Linked DNA regions of Gossypium hirsutum: region 2 is linked to region 1. The links are chromatin contacts, called in public Hi-C maps. All regions are on one chromosome and are shown on one strand. Each heading gives the region's core, a stretch centred on a gene start, on an enhancer-like site or on the middle of the called end of the contact. The rest is flanking DNA. Distances are from core to core; before and after follow the strand shown. Region 1 holds the start of LOC107945105 (cytochrome b-c1 complex subunit 6-1, mitochondrial). Region 2 overlaps LOC107945111 (protein RETICULATA-RELATED 1, chloroplastic).

Region 1 (3,701 bases), core at 836-3,335:
ATCTAATTTGAGGATGAACGTGAGAAGAACAATGACGAAATTGATGGAGAAAGCACAATTTTTTCTTTGAAATTGGAGGTTATTTTGGTGTTTGGGAGATTAGAGAGTCTGAGTTGTTAATTTGAGAGGAAAACTTAGATTGAGATTTTTAGAGAGTTTTCAAATGGAAGAGATGGAGGGAAAGTGACGGTGGGGTGTTTAACTAGCCAACCATTTTTTAAAAATTGAGCAATTACCCTTTTAACCACTTTGGATTTCCACCCTTTTCCAAACCAGTCTAAATGTAATTAAAAACTCATTTCATTAATTATTTTTCAAAACCAGCTTCATATTTAAAATCTGTTTTAAATTAATTAACAAGCAAACGCTTAATTTTAATTTCTCTACCTGAATTTTAATCTTGTTTATTATTTTAATATTTTTACCTAATTATTAATACGAATCTAATTTCGGTATCCGGTCCACTTACTCGATTTTTAGGACGTGACAAAATTAGTACAATTTTTTAACTAATAGTTGTAGTTGTAATTGTAATTATTTTTAAATGTGTAATTATCACAATTTCTATTAAGTTAAAATTATTTTTAAATGTGTTATTACCGCAACTTCTATTTTATTTAAACTTTTCTAACTATAAAGTCTAATTAAATACTATAATTATTTCAGTTATATATATATTATAGATTTATTAGTAAAAATTGGAGCATCCTAGTGCTGGCATAATTTGGACGAAATCCATGGCCATTATACATTCTCATCACTAACATAATCTAATCATGGATCAATCGCCACAAAGTCCTTAGGAAAATTTCAATTTTAGTGCTCCCTCGATTAATCATTTCCATCGCATTACAAATTAATTCATACTGCGATTCCATTTTTCAAAGATTTAATTCATAAATGAAACATAATTATTATGCTACTCATTTTAACTAAACTCAACTATCGATACGACATGAATAAGATTTCTTAACCAGGACACATCACTCTTGAGCTGTCAGCAACAACTTTCAACCCTATCCAACAAACATTACAAAACCTCATGTTGCTGTCTCCGGAGTCGCGGTCACCTTTTTAAGCACAATCTCAACAAACTTCAATTAAATTATAAATCAATCCATCTAATAATAAACAAATTCTCTAAATTTTTGGAAGGTATATTTTGAAATATAACTTATATTTAATAATAATAAACTATTATAAAGAAGCATGGTATGGGTTTATGGGTATTGGTTATAGGCAACGATGACTTTCGACTTCTTGCTTCTTTTTTCACTGTCAATTCGACTTCATGATATGTTAAAAGAAATGGAGAAGGTAGAAAAATAGATGGAGAAACAGAAGAGAATAGAAAAAAAAAGAAGAAAAAAAAGAGAAAAGTTTAAAGAACATAAAATAAAAAAGTAAATTACTTAAAATGAAAAATATAGACACCGATTATAACCTCAAATTTTTGTTTGAAATTATGATTTAACATGTCACATCAGTTTACAGTTACACCGTTAACGACAATCAACTACTTAAATGACTAAAATGTTACAACACGATAACATAATTGACTAAAACTTAACATTTCAAACATAAGTGACTAAAATGTAACCTGAGATAAATAAAAATCACTATGGGTATAGTTTACCCTTACATTTATATTCCTCTCAACCAAATGCATGAATACTAATACAATACTCATCCCATTCCATCCAACCAAACTATTGTTATACCTATTCAATTCCATTACAGTCTTATTTTATTTATACAGAATGATTATTCAATTACAGTCTTATTTCATTCTAGTGAATTAAACGTATTGTAATTTAATCGGGACGAACTAACTAGTTAGTTAGCTTTTTTTTTTGGTACAAAAGAAGTAATAAAACAAAAATAAAATAAAATAAACAAGGCGAATCTTCAACTTAATCATCGTGTAGAAACTGAAGCACTTCCTCCGGTGGCTTAGCCTATCTCCAATTGGTTGAAATCCTCCTACCTCTCCCATTGTTAAAAAATTGAGCCCAATAATACTCAGACTAAATTCAGGACCCAATGTGCTTGAAAAGGCCCAAACTGAACAAATGCAGACGGTGCGTATTACGGGAGCACTTTAAAGTCTGAATTAAGGTCACGTTTGTTTTATACTCGCAGTTTCCGCAGGGAAAGAGGGTAGCCGTAGCTTAGTATTTTCTGCTCCTATCCCTGAGGTATTCACTCCCACATTTTCTTTTCCGTCGACTCGTGTTAGACTTTTATCTTAATTGATCTCTTACGGATGGGTTTTTTTTAAAATATTTTTATAGGCGATCAGGAATTTTTCTTGATCTGTAAATCTAGGGTTTGGGTTTAATAGATTTATTGTTGGGTTCTCTAATGAGAAATCTCATATCTGGTGTGTATTTGTCTCTGTGTGTTTTAATTTTAATATTTCATTATCCATTTAGGGTTTTGCAAAATTACTTGATTGCTCGCTCTGCTTTATTTTGTTGACTTTGTAATTCATTTACCAGGTGACCTCCAAAGCTCTTGACTGTTGCGTTTTCATTTCATTTGCAATGTAAGCTTCTATTTTTTTTCCTTATACATATGTTTCTATCTGTTTCATAATATGCTTGCAAGTGGAGTGAGTTTGATGATATATTTTATCTCAATTAATTTAGTTTGTTTTGCATTCTGTTGTTAAATAGTTTTTCTATTTGTTTCTTGATCTGTAATCATTCTTGGGTATAGGAAATAATCATACTACTGTGAATAAAGCCTGTGTGGTGCATCTGTTATATAAGTTTGTGATTAAAGTATGTTGTTGGGTTGTGGGGGTTGTCTGTAAGGGGCAACATGGACACTGCAACAGATTGAACAATCATCGTATTTTTGGATATTCAGATGAAATGATCTCGTATGATCTCAAATTGGAATTAAATTAGCATTTTTTTTCCTCTAATTCAATCAATTGGATAGGTAGTGGGAACGCATAGGATAGGCTGTTCTCCTGAAAACCACAGGAAAAGAAATAATTAACAATGATCAAAGCTTAAAATATCAAAATTAAGTTTTTTTTTATCATCTAATATCAGTAGATGTTAACGTAAATTAAGTATATTCCGAAATATTTAGTTCCTTATTGTTATTTTTATGGTCTAACTTTGGTTATGGTCCATAGTTGCTTCCTGATTACATTTTTATCTTTAAGAAACAGTGATGTTATTTTTCCTCAAAGTTATGAATGCCTTTCAATACTGTGTCAATATCTAAGCTATTATGGTTTAAAAATGTTAGGGCGGATGAGGAACCTGTTGATCAAAAGAAGTATCTTGAAGAGGGTTGCAAGCCTAAATGTGTGAAACAACTTCGTGCTTACGAGGTTTGTTATAAATGATTTGTTTTGCAAACTGAGCTAGGTTTTTTGAATCTTTTTCACCATTCTTTCAAATATATGAGTTTGATAATTGCTGTTACAAGTATTAATTCATGCGTGTTGTTTTATTCTTTAAATATTGGAATTTCATAATGCTAGCAAACTTTTCATCAAATTCATCCCATTTCCTACTTCAACCCAGAGCTTCATTTCTGCAGAAATGCTATGCTGTTTGTATATAATGCATCAGTTTGGGAAATCCTATAAAACCGGCATATTTACTCCTTTATTTCTTGTTTTTTAATCTGCCTCCCTATATTTTCATATGATTTTCTTGAAGTTTTGTGGCGATACT
Region 2 (3,701 bases), core at 851-3,350, 170 kb before region 1:
CCTACTCAAGGATGTCTCCAGCATTCTAAATAAAATGAATATTTGATATTGGTTAATCTGTTGTTGGATGCTTATGTTTGATGTTCTTATTGACAGGATGCTTGCAGATCCTGCCTTTCTATACAGGCTTCTTTGGGAGGAGGCTGCTACTATTGGCTCTTCTGTTTGGTGGGAGGTGAAGAATCGAAAGAATAGGTAGTTTTTCTTACACAATAATATGCCTACTTGCCTTGTTGATCCATTTTATCAAATCAAGCTAATAAAGACTTACTTTACTGCATCTACAGGATTAAACAAGAATGGGATCTGGCACTTATGAATGTGCTTACAGTAGCAGCATGCAATGCTCTTGTAGTTTGGTCTCTTGCTCCTTGTCGTTCGTATGGCAATACCTTCCGGTTTGACTTGCAAAACACGTTGCAGAAGCTTCCCAACAATATATTTGAACGGAGTTACCCACTTAGAGAATTTGACTTGCAAAAGAGAATCCATTCTCTTTTCTACAAGGCTGCAGAGTTGTGTATTGTTGGATTAACTGCTGGAGCAGTACAAGGTTCTTTGTCAAATTTTTTGGCCAGTAAAAAGAAGGAAAAGTAAGTAGAGCTAATGGTGTCTCAATTATATTGTTGTTCCATTTATTTGGAAAAGGAAAAAAAAAATTCTTGTTGCTTGCAAGGTTGTTATATATTAATGGTTGATTTTTTGATAATATTGTCAGGTTGTCTGTGACAATTCCGTCCATGAGTACCAATGCGCTGGGTTATGGTGCTTTCCTTGGACTCTATGCAAACCTTAGATATCAGCTTTTGTGTGGGTTTGATCAAGCAATGGTCAACCATTTTGATGTCATTGGTGTAGCATTGTTCTTCAGCACTGCTTTAAGGTAGGTCTTGACCTCTCTTGCTTCCCCCCAGCCCCTTTTGAACTACCGGCACCACATGCCCTTCATTTCTCTTGTTTATGTTGTGTTAAGTACGTATGATTGTGTTGCTTGGGCATTCCTTTATTCTTCTCGATACCTTTTCTCTAGATGTGCTGCTAAACTGTAGTCCTAAGCAGTAATCATCCCTATTTTCTTAGATTTTCTACTTACCTTTCCCATTGCTTTTTGATCATCATGGTTACTTTCTTAGGGTCTAGTTAGACAGAACAGCAAGCACTAGCATTTTATCATTTTATGACTGCACTGTTGTTTTGCACTTAGAACTCTTCATTGTTGGTTAGTTTGCTTCTATGGAGTTTGTGCTTATCTTGCTTGACTGGGTTTTTGCAGGGTTCTGAATGTTCAATTAGGAGAGAGATCAAGGTTGGCTTGGCTAGGTGTTGAGGTGGATCCACTGGTTCAGTCAGATGACCTCTTGAAGGCTTATAACAGACCTTCTGAGGATGGGACCAGATCCTCCTCTAAATGGTTTATATCAAAGACTGCCATTGTTTCTGGTCTTGGACTTCTTGGCATCAGACAAGGAAATGCTGAATCTGCTGCCAATGAAGAAACGAGAGCTCCAAAGGCCCGGAGAAAGAGGATTGTGAGGAAGAAGGTAACTGCAAGCTCTGCGTAGTTAATTGACATAAATTCGATTGCTGTCCAATTTTGCTGCTTGACTGAGAGAATACAATACGAAAGAGAACCTCTTGCTAAGATTTTTGTCTGGTGCTGATCGCTGGCTAAACAAATCCAAATGGCACCAGCACAGTAACTGAAGAGTTCTTGACTGCTGCTACTCAATTTCATTTGATGTTAAATATTTGTTATACCAATGAAGTGCTATACTCCAAGTTGAGTCGGTTCGATTTCATTTGCACCGCAAATAATTGGCAGGGATGTTTCTGGCAGATGCTTGGTCTTAGATGACCTACGATAGAGTGATGTGCAGTTAAGTGTTCAGTAAGTTTCTAAATATGATTGTCATATTTTTTCTTTTCAAATGAAGTTAGAGTCGATTACACTGCATTTCCTATAATTCATTGTCGTTTAGGATGTGTTTCTATGAACCATTGGTCGCCCATGACAACATTTTCTACTTTCTCCTTTATAAAGAGCATTGACGGTTGAAGCTTGAACCGAGGCCCATAGCCTCAAAGTTTGAAGCTTGAACCTCTACTCACTGTCACGGCCCTCCACTCCCTCAACAAGGGCATTGTCTTCACCGTCTCCATTATCTCCCGTGCACCAAATCATTTGCTTCCCCTTTTTTTCTTGGCCAACCAGGATTTTTGAAATGCATAGCTACCCTTTTGCATATCTTAAGCAAAATCAAAGCAAAGGGTGACGTTTCTCCGCGTTTACTACCATGGAACTTTAGTTGCGCTACCTTTGCTTATGCATTTGCCAGTATTGTTCCCTGTAGCACAGCACTTGTCATCAATGCAACCGTACATGTAGTAATGTACTTTTACTTTATCTGCTATATGCGACGGGGATTCGTCCCAAGTGGAAGAAGAGATTGGTGTCCAGCTTTCTAGTCTCTGTTTTGATGCCTTTGCTAGTTGCTGGGGGAATGTGGGGTTGGTTTTTGGATGCTGTTTTCAATCCCTCTGTTTTGTTGACTTCCATGACAAGGGCTATGCCAACAAAAATTGATAAAGCTCTCATGATTCTAAACAACCAGAGAGTAGCTTCACTATGTTTTCATCTGGTTTTTAATAATTTGGAATTGTACATTGGAGGAGAAACGTGTTAATGAGCTGGTGCATAAGACTTCCAAACTCCACGTCAAGCCTCGTTGAGAAATACCCTAAAAGGCCCAAGTTGTTGAAATGCAGGCATTTGGTTCTTGTTTTCCCCATACAAGACAAGTTGACTAGATGCAGTTCCGCACGAATTGAGTGCTTTGCGACTATAAATGAATCTGAAAGGCTTCAACATTTGTACCAGCTGGCTTGTGTCTTTATCTCGACAAGTGACTTAACCACGTGTACCATGCATGCAAACAGTTGAAAGGAGGAGGATATGGTAAGCAAAGTGATGGGGTTGCGGTACAGTTATCTCAGTTAATCTCTTTATGCTTATATTTGTTGATTGGAGCATTTAACTCCAGTGAAATCTCCCAACACCAGTTGGTTGTTCCCTACCAATTATGTCCATTAAATATTTTTGTCCTTTCCTTTTTGTCTTGTCATACATATCCATTTTTTCACCTTTTTTATTTACAAATTTTAATTAACTTTACTAATTTAATATGTAATAAAAGCGGTTCATGGGTCGGGCTTGGACAAAATTTTTTATTTCTCAAGTTATTTTGGTCCGACTTGAATTCAATTTAAATAATAAAAAATATCTTAAATTTAAATTTGATCACAAAATATATAAAACATTAATATACAATTTTTAACATTTTATTAATTTTGAAAAATAAAATGAGCTTTTTGAACGAAAATGAAAAATAAAAGGGTGATACTCTCATTTTTTTTTGTTTGTAGCCTTTTGGCTACATGGCCGAGCGGTAAGGTGGGGATTGCAAATCCCTTATTCTCCAATTCAAATCCGGGTGTCGTTTGGTCAAAAAAAAAAAAACTCAATCCTAACGCCTCCTAGTGTTTAGGATTCAAGAAAAAACTAAAGTAGTGGAAGGAAATCAATAAATCTTGATATGAGAGCCCCTTACTAATGGAGTGGCTACTAGAGGAGTCTTGAATTAGATTGGATAATGGGACTGTTTAATTAACTAATGAATAAATAGGTTTAGGCTTGAAAATGT

Evidence for each region. A called contact is a pair of places that touch in the nucleus more often than the background predicts.
Region 2: a contact with region 1 is called in a Hi-C map of leaf, with 2.3 times the contacts expected there. The contact joins the enhancer-like site here to the promoter of LOC107945105 in region 1. A contact is called at or near these places in 2 of 34 Hi-C or Micro-C datasets (hypocotyl and leaf).

Annotation. Positions count from the first base shown.
Region 1 is chrD12:5,782,795-5,786,495 of Gossypium_hirsutum_v2.1, reverse strand. LOC107945105 (cytochrome b-c1 complex subunit 6-1, mitochondrial) reads left to right here and starts at 2,085. Exons shown (of 5, transcript XM_016878958.2): 1 at 2,085-2,198; 2 at 2,502-2,548; 3 at 3,268-3,352. The coding sequence starts at 2,547.
Region 2 is chrD12:5,957,045-5,960,745 of Gossypium_hirsutum_v2.1, reverse strand. LOC107945111 (protein RETICULATA-RELATED 1, chloroplastic) reads left to right here. Exons shown (of 8, transcript XM_016878966.2): 5 at 97-195; 6 at 288-593; 7 at 719-883; 8 at 1,274-1,954. The coding sequence ends at 1,562. Among protein-coding and RNA genes, the nearest start is that of LOC107945111, 4.2 kb to the left of the region's middle. Within about 2 kb of position 2,100, at least 4 of the 9 cell types and tissues checked have an H3K27ac peak or open chromatin away from gene starts, as enhancers often do. A contact at or near this core is called in leaf, where this site is marked.